Linked DNA regions of Pan troglodytes: region 2 is linked to region 1. The links are chromatin contacts, called in public HiChIP or PLAC-seq maps. All regions are on one chromosome and are shown on one strand. The core of a region is the stretch at or near the end of the contact, and the rest is flanking DNA. Distances in the headings are between cores, read along the strand shown. Region 1 holds the start of LOC104007963. Region 2 holds the start of NR4A3 (nuclear receptor subfamily 4 group A member 3).

Region 1 (7,906 bases), core at 1,996-4,495:
AAATAAAACTACCATATGATCCAGCAATCCCACTACTGGGTATTTATCCAAAGGAAAAAAAATCAGTATTATCAAAGAGATACCTACAGCCCCATGTTTATTGCAGCAGCATTCACAATAGCCAAGATATGGAATCAACCTAAGTGTCTGTCAATGGATGACTGGATAAAGAAAATGTGGTGTATATACACAATGAAATACCGTTCAGCCATTAAAAAAAAGAATGGGTCGGGCGCGATGGCTCATGCCTATAATCCCAGCACTTTGGGAGGTGGAGGCGGGCCGATCGTGAGGTCAGGAGATCAAGACCATCCTGGCTAACACAGTGAAACCCCGTCTCTACTAAAAAATACAAAAAATTAGCCAGGCGTGGTGGCATGCACCTGTATTCCCAGCTGCTCCGGAGGCTGAGGCAGGAGAATCGCTTGAACCCAGGAGGCGGAGGTTGCGGTGAACCCAGATCTCACCACTGCACTCCAGCTTGGGCAACAGAGCAAGACTCCGTCTAGGGAGAAAAAAAAAAAAAAAAGAATGAAATCCTGTCATTTACAACAACATGGATGGAACATCTAGCCTGTACTCCCAGCTACTCAGGAAGCCGAGGTAGGAGGATCACTTGAGCCCAGAAATTAGAAGCCAGCCTGGGCAATATAATGAGACCTCCATTTCTAAATAAAAAGGGGGGAAAAAGTTGATCTCCTGGAGGTAGAGAGTAGAGTGATGGGAAGGGGCAGGAGGGATGAAGAGAAGTTGATTAATGGGTACAAACATACAGTTAGATAGAAGGAATACATTATTCATGTTTAATAACACAGTGAGGTAGCTATAGTTAACAATAATTTATTGCATATTTCAAAATAGCTAGAAGAGAAGATCTGAAGTGCTCCTAACACAAAGAAATAATAAATGTTTGACGTGATATATATCCCAAATACCCTGATTTGATCATTACACATTGTATGTATGTATCAAAATATCACATGTATCCTATAAATATGTAAAATTATTGTGTATTAATTGAAAAAAGTAACATAAAAATAAAAAATAAATATCTAGAAATAGAATTATTAGGTAGACAGATTTTTCAAGGTTTTTAAAACATATATATAGCCATATCCCACAAAAGGTTATGCCTTTTATGTTCCTACCAGAAACATAACACAATGTCCATTTATCCATATTCCAAGCAATATACTCAGTATTATCATTCTTAGACATGTCATTGGTGAAAAAAATGATGTCTCATTATTGCTTTACTTTGCATTCCTTAAATTACTAACAGGGTGGATTTATCAGCCATTTGCATTTCTTTTTTTTTCTTCTTCTTTTTTTTGTTTTGAGACGGAGTCTCACTCTTTTGCCCAGGCTGGAGTGAAGTGGTGCGATCTCAGCTCACTGCAACCTCCGCCCCCTAGGTTCAAGTGACTCTCCTGCCTCAGCCTCCCAAGTAGCTGGGATTACAGGCACGTGCCACCACGCCCAGCTAATTTTTGTATTTTTAGTAGAGACGGGGTTTCACCATGTTGGCCAGGCTGGTCTTGAACTCCCGACCTCAGGTGATCCACCTGCCTCGGCCTCCCAAAGTGCTAGGATTACAAGCGTGAGGCACCATGCCCAGCTGCATTTCTTCTTTTTTTAATTTTTAATTTTTGTGGGTATATATTAGTAGTAGGTATATATTTATGGGATATTTGAGTTATTTTGATACAGGCATACAATGTGTAATAATCACATTAGGGTAAATGAGGTATCCATCACCTCAAGCATTTATTCTTTGTGTTACAAACAATCCAGTTATACTCTTTTAGTTATTTTTAAATATACAATTGAATTATTATAGTCACCCTGTTCGGTTATCAAGTACTATATTTTATTCATCCTCTATCACTATTTTTTTGTACTCATTGCATTTCTTCTTTCATGAATTGCTTGTTCATGTCATATGCATCTGTTTTTACTACAGGGGATGTCTTTCTCTTATTAACTCATAAAAGGCTATTACATGTTAAATGTATCAATTATTTGTCTAACATTAACATTTCCCAATCTATCACACTGCCTCTTTTCTTTTCTTCTATACCACAAAGAGATTATCTTTATATCTACCATCATTCCTATCAAAATGTTTTTTGAACACACCTGTTGTTCAATAGATGCTGCCTAAACTAAAATATTTCTTCACACGTCCCTTCTATACAATTGCTAATCCTATCACTCTAGTCAAATAGCACAATATGCATAGCCATGATAATGGAGCTTCAATTAGTCTACCTTTAGACTCTTTCCCTCCAAAATGGAATATAAACTATAAAAACATAAACTGTATTATAAACGAATAGCATAACCACACTGAAAGAAGTGAGGAAGAAAAATTATCTAAGCCACTTTAGAAAACAATATTTTAACTGAATACTATAAGCCTAGAGACAAAAAGAACTACACTGTACTCTATTTAGTAAATGTGTTTCTCACAGGAACATAGGTCAGAAATCCTGAAATTACTTTATGTGTATACTAGGACTGAAGAAATAAGAAAATATTTTGTAGAATGCCAAGAGTCAGATTTCTCACTGTCAGATAAAGAAGTTAAAAATAAGGGACAAAACTAGAATGAACCCTGTGGTGTTAGACTAGAAGCAAAGCTACTGGGATGAACTTTTGTTTTTAAAAAGTATATGGATAGACAAATACAGAAATAAATATAGATCTTTGGGTATGCATGGGTATGCATATGTATAGACTGGTGTCTTCTGTGGGGCCCTGGTAGCAATGTTACCCCAGTAGCAATGAGCATCCCTAGAGCACAGATCTTTGTGTTTAAATACTATTCTCCAAAAAAAGAAACTACGGGTCGTTGGAGAAGTGGCTGACTATCAGGGCTGAGGCACAGAAAACACAAGATGAGCCTGGGGCATCCTATGGTACCAGAAAATTAGGAAGTTCCAAAAAAGAAAAAAAAGGATGGAAGCATGCTGAAAAGCTACAGAAAGCAACCTGAAAGAAAACTCCCAGTGATCAAAGCTGGAACAATTTCAAACATAAAATAACACAAGTGTAGGATAACAACCAATAGAAAAACATCTGAGTCCACATGGATACAAATAAATAACGGAATACAAATAAACAAATGGGAAATGGGCAGCTCATCCTTACAGAATAATTTCAATTAATAAAGAAATGAGGAAAGTAGAAAATCATCATTAGAACACCATAGTCATAATAATTGCTGAAGGCAAGATCCACCAATGGATGTGAAATTTAGCAAGGGAAAGTCTGAGGAGAAACAGGACATGCGTACGGTTTAAAAGCTCCCCCCAAGATGTCAATTATAAGGAGAAAAATAAGACCTTTACATTGGAGAATCCCAGCAGACACTCTCTACCAAGTGATCAAGATTAACCTCACGAGCAATAAGTCATATATATCAGCTATGCTCATATGATGAACTGAGAAGGGCACACACACTTTTGTGTTCTTAACAAAAATGTATAACCTTAATCTAATCATGAGAGAACATTGGACAAACCCCATTTCAGGGGCACTCTACAAAATAACTGACCAGCATTCTTCAAAAGTGTAAAGATCAGAAAGAGTATAAAGGCAGAAAAAGACTATCAGTGTAAAGACAGGAAAAGACTGAGGAACTGTCACAGACTGGAGGAGACCAAGGACCCAAGACAACTAACTGCAATGTCGGGTCTTAGAGTGGATCCTAGAATAGAAAAAGGACATTAATACAGAAAAAAAAAATCACAAGTTAGTAATTCAGTTAATAGTATTACACTAATATTAACTTCTTGCTTTTGATAATTGCGCTATGGTATGTAAAAAATTATTAATGGAGGCAACAGGGAACTCTATTACTTTTGAAACTTTTCTGTAATTGTAAAATTATTTCAAAATAAAAAAGTTTTTTAGTATAAGAGGATGTTTCACGTAAGACAGGTAAAAACATTTAGAAGTTAAAGAACTGCAATCGTATTCACTGCATTAATACTTGGAGAGAGGGGTGCCAGGACTGTGCCAGGTGCTTTACAAACTTTATCATGTAGTGCTTACAACTAATATGAGATGGGTACCATAATACTCATGTTTCCCAGTAAGTTACTTAGAAGGTTATTAATAAGTGAAAGACCCCATTTCTCAGGAAACCCAGCCCCCAAAAGTGACGAACACCTTCCATCGGCCCAGAGCTCCCACTTTTCGGGATGCTAGTGGCGCCCGATTTCTTCGGGCCCGCCGCTTAATGTTTCTGACTTATGGAAGAGATACCGAATTTGGAGAGAAAAGTCAACGTAATGTCTCCTCTCTGAACCTCGGTTAGCTAAAAGGAGGGAGCCAAGGTGTGGCACCTTCTGCGAACCACCTCTGGGTTTGGCGAGCAGGGGCTTCCGGCCTCTCGCTCCCAGTCCTCCGAGCCTCACTACCATCGAGCGTCGCGTCATTCCTCGCAGTGTTACCCACAGCACACCTGGGCCACACACACCAAACGCCCCTACCAGCGAACGGATGCGCGGGTCTGTCCCGGGACCCAGACGCCAGCGACCCTGGCGACCCGGGGCCTACAGCGCGCCAGAGACAGGACGCGCGCCGGAAACTTTTCCACCCCGCGACCCCGGGAGGCCGTCCTGCTCGCATCGTCTGCGGCCTCCCTATACCAGCTTCTAATAAAGCTTCCAAAAACGAAACCAAGCGAGGCTCCGCCACTTCTGAAAAACAGGAGGAGCCACCATGGCGCTCGCGCTTCGGATCCAATGCCCTACTTGCCGCCCAGCGCCTCTTGCGCGCGCCACACGGGCGCCAGGCCCACCAAGCCTGTGAGCGCCCGACGCCCCCAAAGGCGGCCTCCAGAGAGCCCCTTACCTCCCGCCGGGGCGCTCGAGGCCGATCGGTGGGCACGGCGCAGGCGCAGGAGCGACGGGGCGGGGCGTCACGAGGGGTGGGCAGGGTTGGGCCCCGCCCCCGCCCCCGCCCCCGCCCTGCGAGGCCCCCAGGCCGGGCGCGGGGGGCGCACAGGTGAGTGCAAATGCGGACGCTGCTGAGAACAGCGAAAGCCTTTTTCAAAAGTGATCTTGATTTACGTTATGGGGTTGTGACTCGAGCCAAGAGGAGAGAGACGCACAAACGCTCTTTAGGTCTGCTTGTTGTGTTTAAGACAATTCATGCTTGTATGGCCGACTGCATTTCGCAGTTTTCCTGTCCGTTTTCCTCTGTTCTTCCTAGAATTTTATTTGCGGGTTGGGCATGTATTCTTAGCTCTGTTTTGAAACTGAAGCTCAGAAAGGTGGTGCCTCCCCATCCCGTCCCCAAAAGCCCTGTGAAGTGGACAGGGCAGGAGTGCCATCTTAATTGCAACAGGTGTAAAAATTAAAGCTCAGCAAATTATGGTTTCCTCCAAAAACTGGTGGAGGGCTTAAGGCAAAGGTCTTTATCCCGATTTTATAGATTATGACTCTGGGGTTTAACAAAGAGTTTTAAGTGACTCACTCCAGTTCAGCCAGCTTATGACAGAGCTGGAACTCCAACTGGGTGTCCTAATTTCCTTCCCAAGTTATTCCAGTTAGACCAGCTGCAACCACATGAACAAGCAGGTGGCCGGCTTTGAAGCCTTGTCCAAGTCACAGGTCCTCCTCTCTTCATGGCCTAACTTCCAGATCCAGCCCTTTTAAAAAGATGTCTGTGAATATTCAGATGACGTGCTTAGAATGTATTCACTAATGGTATTGTCTCAGAAGTGATCAGGATGTTCAAACCACAGTTAAGGAAACTGAGTTCTTAGGGTCTTCCAGTAGAGTAGGAGGTAAACAGGGAAGATTAGGGGCCTGTAGATCCTTTAAAAAGCCTTGAAAGACAATTTCTAAAACAAATCACCAAATCTACCAAGCAATTTGGATTTTCTTTGGGGACATAATGTATGCTGATATTTGTTTTACAATGAGCTCCAGAATGTATTTATCAAATTTTGATTCTAAGGAGAAAAATTGAAGTATTAGGCAATACTGTGAGAAAATGTTTTTTATGCAAGGATCAGTGAAACAAGATCTTTTGAAATAAAAGATCATTTGTGTTAAGTTCTGAAAAAGCTTCCTCAGGTACAAAATCAGGAGGTGTGGTACTCAAAAATTCTAAATTTGAACCTGGACTTCTAGGCTGTTATATGTATGTTTGCTGTAAGTTAGGTGTGTCAAAGTAGTAGGACAAACTTTTTTTTTTTTTTTTAGAGAGAGAGTCTTGCTCTTTTGCCCAGGCTGGAGTGCAGTGGCATGATCTCAGCTTACTGCAACCTCCACCTCCCAGATTCAAGCGATTCTCCTGTGTCAGCCTCCTGAGTAGCTGGGACTACAGGCGTGTGCCAACACGCCCGGCTAATTTTTTGTATTTTTAATAGAGACGGAGTTTCACCATGTTAGCCAGGATGGTCTTGATCTCCTGACCTCGTGAGCCGCCCGCCTCGGCCTCCCAAAGTACTGGGATTACAGGTGTGAGCCACCACGCCCGACCAAAACTTTTTAATCTAACTGTTGGTTAGCTTGATTTATAATCTTTAAATATTCAAACATATGGTGTGTGGACCTCTTTTGTGTACTCTGGGTCATCAAGTTGTTAGGGGCAGGCCTGCTACTACTGGCCGACATTTTCCTGAAGTCCTAACTGAACCCAGCAAGTCCAAACAAAACATTAAGTGTATATGTTGGAAAGAAAATTAAAGAAAAATTCTTAGGGTATTATGATTGATTGCTTTCTTGGAAAATCCATGGAATAAACTGAAACTAATTCAATAAGATGGCTATAAAATACCTCTCCTAAACAACAATCATCAATTTTAAAATGTAATGGGAAGAAGACTGGGCGTGATGGCTCATGCCTATAATCTCAGCACTTTGGGAGGCCAATGAGGGAGGATTGCTTGAGGCTAGAAATTCAAGACCAACCTGGGCAAAATAGTGAGACCCCATTTCTAAAAAAAACAAAAAAAACGTAGCTGGGTATGGTGGCATGTACCTGTAATCCCAGCTACTCAGGAGGCTGAAACAGGAGGATCAGTTGAGCCCAGGAGTTTGAGGCTGGAATGAACTATGATCCCACCAGCCTGCACTCCAGCCTGCAGAAAACACTGACACCCTGTCTCAAAAAAAAAAAAAATTGAAATGTACCGGGAGAAAGATTACATTCAAAAATGACAAAAATCAAGTTTGTGTTTATAAGGAATTACAAGACCTATTTGAAGAATTGAGAATAATAGCTAGATGAGGGATAGGGGTAGGAGGAAGGATCACAAAGGGGCATAAGGAAACTTTGGGAGTGATAGAAATGTTCATTATCTTGATTGTGGTAATAGCTGCATGGACGTATATATATATCAAAACTTACCAAATTGTACACTGTAAATATGTTTATGTATAAGTGCTTATTGTATGTCAATTATACCTAAATAAAGCCATGTAAAAAGGGAGGGGGGAAGAAGTAGCTTTTTATTTGATTGCATGTGATGTGTAAAGCACTTGGTTAGGCGCTTTACATGCAATATGTTATTTAATACTGATGAGAACCCATGAAGTAGGTATTACAATCACCCGCTTCATACAAACTAGGAAATTGAGGCTTAGAGAGTAACTTGACCAAGGTCCAAGTCTCATATACTACATAACAGGAGTAAGACTCAAATCTTACGTAACAGTATTTATACTTTAACCTGACTTCCATATTTCCATAAAAGATACAAGTAAAGACTTGACTATATGGAAAAGTAATACAGTCAATATTGTAAAGTTGTCCATTTCCACCAAACTAACTTAAAAATTTATCAAAATCCCATTATGATTTCTTTCTCTTTCTTTTTCTTTCTTTCTTGTTTTTCTTTCTTTTCTTTCTTTTTTCCTTCCTTCCTTCCCTTTCTTTTCCTTTC
Region 2 (7,906 bases), core at 3,962-6,461, 87 kb after region 1:
GTGAGAAGGCTCTGAGAATTATTGGATGTAGTGGATGATTTATCTAATTATTTTTCTTTCTTTATGGCTAAATATAAATGGTAAAAAAACGGCGGTTTCTGGTGGTTGGTTTTTCTGAGCCAAAGGAAAACCAGGTGCTTAACGCCTCTTTGGAGTCTATGGTGTAAAAGGTGTGACTAATAGAGAAGTGAATACTTCACATTTCCTTTGACATCTTTCTCTTACCCACATTTCCAAATCTGATTGAGTCATGCATGTATGGGATGAAATCTTGACTTGAAAAAAGGTGATGAGGGCCTGTTGGAAGAAGCAGTGATGAGGAGAGGCCAGTTCAAGCCTTTCTTTAACAAGCAGGGCCTTAAAAATACACTCACTAGTTTGAAGTCCAGTTACTTATCTTGCTGTCCAGTTGTTGGGATGAAATGAAAGGCTAATCATTTAAAAGAAAGAACACTGCCTGATCTTTGATCTATTCTCCTTCTCCCTTCAGCACCTCTAGGATTTCTCCATTACTCTTTTCTGTCATTCTTTCCGGCCAATCCCTTTTTACTGCTCTTATTTGTGTCTTTCTGAGGTTTCTAGCTAGAAGATGAACTTGCTGGGATTGTATTCTATTTATCTGCATTATCTATGGTGCCCACACAGGCTTGGCACCTAGTATTCCTTTAACAAATTTGTAAAGAGGTGGTACAAACCAAACGTGCAATCTGTTCTTTTGCCAAACTCAAATTTACTCTTTGGTTTTCAGCTCAAATGCTTTTCTCCTTCCCTCTGAGCTTCAATCATCCAAACTTCTGCACCCAAATGATTTGGGTTTTATATAAATGAAAATGCTCAGTATTGCTCTAAGTGATTCCATAACTCTTACATGTGCACACTGGCTATAAAAGAAGAGCAAAAATGAAATTAAAAATGTATAAAATACCCTAATCTATTGGTGTATTTGTATTTCTCTTAGGAAAATTAATTTTGAGCAATGCAAGCTTAATTTAATTTGGCTGCTCCACTCAGTAGCAACAGGGTGTGGTATACAGAGGAGCTTCCTGTGAGGAAGCCACCTGTGTTGTGAAATTCGCGGCCAGCAGTCACTGTCCTGGCACTGGGCAGGTCGACCACGCTGCCCGCCGAGTGTGTGGTTCCCCCACCCACTTCCCTCAGCCAGGGAGGAGAAAAGGGTCTTGCCTTCGGACCTACCTGGAGGGTATCTTGCGCGCTGAATGGTGGGGCTGGGGGTCTCTCCAGCGGAGGCTGAGAGTGTAGGAGGAGCGGACGTCCGGCGAGGCGAAGCGCCGGCAGTGCTGCCCGGCACCGCTAAGGGTCCAGGCTCAGGGCCCGGGCTTGCCGGGCTGCCCTCTTCCGCAGTGGGCTCTACAGGCACGGTGAAAGAGGACATAGGTCACAGTGAGACCAGGATGGGTCACTACGGCCCGGGCTGGGCGCATTGGGGACTGGGGGAATTGGTTGGCAACCTCTAGAAATGTTACATTAATTACAAAGAATTATCGTAAAATTAAGGGTGATTAATGGTACAGGAGTCCCCCTGGGCAAGAAGCATCACACGGCCTCGGGGAAGCCGAGGAAAGGTTGTTGGAACCCACTGCGCCTACCACCGTTTTGTGGCACCAAAACCGAGGCTAAAAAAAAAAACGCGCAGCCTGTTATTGCCCAGAAATTGATCTCTCTGCCCCCACAACTGATTCCGAGCTTACGAAGTCAGGAAAACCAAAGAAAGCAGAACACTTGAGGAACGAGCTCCGCCCGAATACGGGGGGTCAGTTCACCAGCGGAAAAAAGCCATTTTCCAGCTCCGCCCGCCCCCAACCCTCAAATACAAATTTTACACGTTGCATAGGAAATGCACAAGGTCCGGAACGAATGCATGAATGCCCCGAGGAATTAAGAAAGTCTGCGCTTTTCATTCTAAATGCTAATGGAGCTTCGCTTCTATTAGCCGCGAGTTTCGAGGGCCAGGGGTCAAGCAAACAAAAGGGCACAGCGATGAGAAGGCTGGCGCTGGAAGCAAGAGGACGAAGCGGACGGCGTTAGCGGCTGATGGGACGAGCGGAGGCAGGTCCCCTGCACCCAGAGGGCGGTGTCTTCGAGGGTGGGCGGCTTGGAGGCTCCTGGCCACCCAGCGGCCTAGCGGGTCACATTCCTGAGGGCGCCGAGCGCAGCTCCGGGACCAGCGTCTCAGCGCACAGCCTCAGCGAAACTTTGTAGCTGAAAGCGCAGCTCAGCAGGCCTCAGGGAAGGAACTGGGTGCCCAAACTCCGGCCTATAGCGCCCCCTTTGCCCGGGGTGGGCGCAGCTCGAAGAGTGGGAACATGGACCGAAAAACCCCAAATTAAACCAAACCAAAAACCTCCGAGGTGCGCGGGGCCACGAGGGTCATCTCCTGGCGCCCCTGAGCCCGGGGCTTGCCTGCAGGAAGAGAGAAAGGGACTTGGGGCTCCCAGGTCCAGGAAACCCTCGACGACCAGGAAATGGGGGATTCCCTTGCCACCCCCAGCCCCAGCTGGAGCTGCTCGGACGGAAAGCTTGCGCTCGATGTAGCGCGGGTAGAAGCGGATCTTCCCACGGCTGTAGCACGTGCTTCCCGTCTCCCCGCATCTTCAATGGGGGTCTCCAGCAATCCCCCACCCGCCCCTTCAGTGGGTGCCCGCATTCCCGTCCCGCATTCCCTGAGGGCCTTTCAAGCGGAGTCGTTCTCTGAGAGGAGGCCTCAGAACTCGGGTGGGCGGGGACCGCCTCTCCCCAACGAAGGAGTTCCCCTCGAGCGCCCAGCGTTCGCGGGAGGGACCCACACAGCCTTTCCTCCAGCCCAGCCCAGCGCCCCGCCGCTCTCTCCACCCCACAAACGGCCGGTTACCTAGGCAAAGCCTCAGTGCCTGGAAACACGTTCCGCCGCTCCGGCTTGCGGCCGCCGGGGCCGGGAGCACAGAGCCTTGGGGTTGTAAATTAGGAAGAAATAACTACCTCTGTCAAAGCCCCTTTCTTTCTCGTGGGCAGACGAAAGGAACACCCCCGTGTTCCCCTCCCGGTGGTGAAGTGTGTGGAGGAAACCGTGAAACGCACCATTGTGACCGGGGCTCCTCTGCGGAGTTTCCAACCCTGGGGAGCGGGGGCGGAGGTTGGGCGGGGGCAAGAGGAGCGAGGGAGAGACTGACAGAAAGGGAAAGACTGAGATTCTCAGAAAGACCGAGGGAGACTAGACAAACCGCGGGGAAGAATTTCTGTGAGCGCACGGTCCCAGGGAACGGGGTGGATGGGTGCCGGGGGGTGGGGGGCGGAGCGGACGTGGAGGTTGCTGTGGCCTAAGGAGGCTTTGGTACTAACTCTGCGAGCATCTTGTTCAGCGAAAATAACTCGAATAAAGTAACTTCATTCATTGTGCCCATTAGCCACGTTAGGCAGCTTTTTCTTTCCCTAACTTGATTCTATAAAATATTTCCCGGTCGTGGGAAAAGGAGATCCGGCACTGGACTCGCGATGGAATGACGGCTCCCTGTTCTTCTCTCCCAGCACCACAAGGCCCTGGGATCACAGCCCGACATTTCTGATTACTAACTCCTCGCAGCTCTTCCCTCTGGAGAATCCGGACGCATAAATAAATAAAAGGCAATCTCCAAGAACGTTTTTGGAAATCAAGGGACAAATGCGTTCTTCCTCACCACTGCCCCGAGGCTTCCAACAGGTTGGAGAGGTGCCTTTGGAAGTCAGTCTCCGCAGGCTGCGCTCGCATGACCGCTCTGGTCTCACCACCGAGAACTTTCATTTCTACTAAGAGTAAAACACTCGGAGCAACTTCTCCAAAAGCGCGAGTTCTGTCAGTGAAAAAGCATGCCTTTCCCACACCGAGCCAACGTCCAGAAGAGAGGGACACCGTCCCCACACGTGTCAGTGTGCGGGAGTCGCCAATTACACCCGATTTACCTCCTAAGGGAAAAGTGTAAACCGGCATGTCAGCGACGCCAGGCAGACGTGCCTAGTGGAACCCCAGGCTCATTTCAATACAATAAGCCACATTCCTACAATTACGCCCTCTTTCCTGAGGTCCTCCGAGTGCGTCTGCAAACTCTGGCCGTCGCTGCCTAGGCCCTTCCCTCCTAAGCTTCCTTCCAGAGAACCAGCTCGGTGCCACCATTAGCAACATTTACTTGGACCCACCAGAGCTCCTATTTTCAATCCTACTTAAAAGGCAGGAAAATTACTGCCGTTCATCACCGGAGCTGCAACTCCCTGCCGCTGCCGCTGCCGCCGCCGCCGCCGCCGAGAGCATCATTACCATGACAACTAGAGCCGAAATACCCTGAATTACATCGCTGGAGCCGCTATAGCACAAATCCCGGTCCTCCCCTTTGTTAGAGGCTTTTCGCCTCTTCGAGTGGGGGGAGGAATCCCACGAGCTCCAGAGATCCCCGCGGGCCCACTACAGGGGAAAAGTTTCAGATCAGAACCTACGGGCCGCTGGGCTAGCAAAGCCGGAGCCGGGCGGCAAGGTCAGGGGAGGGAACCCCACACTCAAAGTTGTCAATTTCAGGAGCGACGCTTCCCAGCAAGCCAACTTTTTTAGCAAGTCCCCTTATTAACTGGGCGAATCTCATACGTACTTGAGTGCTGTGGCGGTTCCGTCTTTAGAGCGAGTTTCTAGAGAGCTGTCCCGAAATCTGCACTGGGGGGGAGTCACAGCTGCTGTCCCGGAAGGGCTGCGGTGTACAAGCCCAGCGGCTCCCGGAGGCGGTGAGCGGCTGGTGGGGGATGCTGCGATCCCGACTCATGGGAGAGCACAGCCGAGAGGTTCCGCGGGCGTCCTGGCTTGGGCTGTGACCAGGGGGGAGGATGCCGCCGCTGTTCCCACCTCCACGGCCACTGCCGGCACCGTCAGCGTTGCAAAGTGAGCCCGGGAGGGGCGTCCAGCTGCGGTGCCGCGCTGCACCGGCAAGGGCTCAGGGCACGAGGGGTGTGAGCGCGCGGGAGAGCGAAGTGTGTGTGCGGAGCCTGTGTGCGCGCTTGTGTCTGTGTGTGCGAGTGAGGGAGCGGGTGTGAGCGCGTCTGTGTATGGGGAGCGGAGGAGGAGCAGGAGCTGGAGGGGTGGGGGGCGGGAGGCAGGAGACTCCGCTCTCCCGGCTGCGCGTTCGCTCGCTCTCTCGGCACGTCATTTATGCCACAGGAGCCCTAGCGGCCTCTCCATAGAGTGCCTGGAATGCGAGACGTCAATGTGACGCCATGGGACGCTACGTCACCCTCCTCCTCCCTCCCCTGGCCTAGCCGGTTCCGCGTGTGCGAGGGAGGGTGTGTGTGTTCGTGTGCGCGCGCGCGCGCGCTTTCCTCGGCCAGTCGCACGGCCGCACAATGGAAACTCCGCCGCACGGCCGGCCCCGGCCTGGGGGCTTCTCGGACTCACGGTGCCATCCCTTTTGCAGCGGAACCGCTCGCCAGGGCGTGCGTCTGCGGGAGGGTGCAGCGGCCTGCCCACGGGTCAGGCGGGACCGCCCAGCTGTCAGGCTCGGGTGGAGTAGAGTTGGAGGAGTGCTGCTGGCGCGCCTCCGAGGCTGCCCCGAGGCACGGAGCCAGGGGGAGGGGGGTAAGGGAGAGGACAGCTCTTCCAAAAGGGAAGGCTCCGCCAGCCAGCTTCTGACCAGCTCCAGTGACCTGGCAGCCGGTGCAGAAGGCGTCTGGCACCAGCCCGAAGACGCCCTGAGGTGCAGCTGCACTTTCCTCTTGCAGAGGTTCTAAAGCTGTTTACGTTGCTCCGGTCCTCTGCGCCCAGGCTAATCCCCCCTCCCCGCATCATTTACTGGGTGCGTGTTTCACACAGGGATGCAGATGGTTCCGGGGATAAGGTTTGATTTCTTTACACGTACGGCGTGGGTTTCTTAACTGGACACGTTATAACCCAGCGAAGTGCACATCCATCATGCACACGCGCGCTGCAGCAGAAACTACTCTGTGTGTAAAACAAACACACACGTGTTGAACAGCTGAGCGGGTCTGACTATTGCAAATCATTCCTCCTCCCCAGCACCGGGTCAGAAATGGAACTCTCAACTAGCACTTTCACTTTTTGATGGTTGTAGATGCCCTCCGCCCACATCTCCCAAATTAAACATTTCGAAATCAATCAACAGGATTTATTAGTCAGTCCCTCGCTAGGGGATTTGCTTTGGTCTCCTGGGACACATTTGTCATGAAATGGTGTGCCGAAAGCCTGGGTGACTGTATGAAGGAGAGCAATTTCTTCCTGGAAATGATAAATTTAAGTGTAAATTTCTTGATGAAAACAAAATTTATCAGAGTTAAAGACCCCTAGTCCCAAAGGTTGCTGCTGAGTGAACGCAGTCTCTTTCAGAAATGAATTTTTGGACAGGAGAAAATATTTGAGTGAAACAATGCAGATAGAGTGGTCCCCATGTGGTCCGCTTGAATCACAAATACCGTTTTATATGTTTGACCTGTCCCAATTTGTGTGTGTGTGGCGGGGGCGGGGGGCGCTGCGCCGAGGGGAGATACAAGATTCCTTTGTAGACAGCACACATTTCAGAATCGAAGAAGGTTCGAGCTAGGACCAGAAACTTGAAAACAAACTACATATAGGTAAATATGGCATGTATATCTTTCTTCGCCTCCACTTCCAATTCAGACACGGTGGTGCGGAGAGGATCGTGGGAGGATGCCCCGAAAGTTGACCCAGCCGAGAGCAACCGAGTCTCTGCACTGCGGCGGGTTCCAATCCAGCCTCGGAAGGAAGGAGGGCGCTGCTACATTGTATCCATTCAAAGGCTTGAAGGTGGGGAGCAGGACCTGGAGCCGCGCGGCGCTGACGCACGCGAGGCGCGTGATTGACGCAGGCGATGTTACTAAATTCGGCGGTTGGCCGGGACCCGCCGCCGGCGCGCGCCGCAGATAGCGGAGTAGGTTCCCCTCGGTCACCCCCGCCCCTTCTCCATTCAACGCCGCGCGGGGCGGGGCAGGGCGCGCGGGGCGGGGCGGGGCGGGGCGGGGAGCGCGCGGCCGCGCCAGGATCCGGCCGAACCAAATATAGTCGGGCCTGGCTATTTTTAGACGGGTCTCGGGCGCGAGCCCGCCGCGTGAGGGGGCGCCCTGACCCCGCCGGGAGTGCGGAGGGGGCGGGGGCGGAGTCGCCATCTTGGACTCGGTTCGACCAGGTCTGGTGACCGGCGACGCGGGGCCGGGCTCGGCGCCGGGGGTCGGGGTGAGTGGGCGCGAGCCGTGGGAGAGAGGGGGGGCGCTGGCGGCTCTCTTCGTCCGGCGCGGGCTGTGAGAAGTGAGCAGGGCGAGGCGCGGGCGACAGCTGGGCGCGAGGCCCGTGCATGTGTGTGCGCACGGAGGTGGGGAGACGGTGATCCCCGCCCGCCCTGCGGAAGGCCCGGCGGTCCTACCACCCGGCAGCTCGGCCAGCCCCGAGTCGCGTGGGGGTGGAGCTGCCCGCGGCCACCACTTCCTGAGTGCCGGGGATACCCTTCCCGGACGTCACGGAGGAGCCGAGGCGGCGGTGGCGGCCCGGGGCTCATCCTGCACTTGCATCACGGGTGCAGCAGCAGCTGCTCTGCTCCTTTGTGGCTTTTTCCCCCGTTGAGTAACTGCTTTGTTAACTGAAAATACCATGACGGGCCAGTGTGATCACCAGCTCCAGATCTCAAAGAAAGTGAAGCTGTCAGGCAAGAAGAGGGAGACTCCCCCAGCCGGCTGCGATGGTATCTGGTGGGTGGATGTGTAGAGAAGCACTTGACAGTTTCCACGTATTACTTCTTGCCTAACTCTTCACCCCCAAGAAGATTTAAAAATACTTTTATTTCCATGCTGTAAAAATTTCATTTGTGTTCTGCACCTCCCTCACCCCCCTAATCCTCCTTCAATTAAAACTCTCATGTAGAACTGGAATCAC

Evidence for each region. HiChIP or PLAC-seq counts read pairs in DNA pulled down with a chosen protein or histone mark.
Region 2: a contact with region 1 is called in an H3K4me3 HiChIP or PLAC-seq map of stem cell-derived excitatory neurons, with 3 times the contacts expected there. The contact joins the promoter of NR4A3 here to the promoter of LOC104007963 in region 1. A contact is called at or near these places in 1 of 7 Hi-C or Micro-C datasets (stem cell-derived neural progenitor cells) and 1 of 1 datasets of contacts at active chromatin or transcription factors (stem cell-derived excitatory neurons).

Annotation. Positions count from the first base shown.
Region 1 is chr11:38,604,365-38,612,270 of NHGRI_mPanTro3-v2.0_pri, forward strand. LOC104007963 reads left to right here and starts at 3,246. Exons shown (of 5, transcript XM_063787336.1): 1 at 3,246-3,299; 2 at 4,332-5,016. The coding sequence starts at 3,246. STX17 (syntaxin 17) reads right to left here and starts at 4,930. Exons shown (of 8, transcript XM_528364.8): 1 at 4,864-4,930.
Region 2 is chr11:38,689,532-38,697,437 of NHGRI_mPanTro3-v2.0_pri, forward strand. It overlaps NR4A3 (nuclear receptor subfamily 4 group A member 3), which reads right to left and starts at 5,212. Exons shown (of 8, transcript XM_003951483.6): 1 at 4,611-5,212; 2 at 1,195-1,368.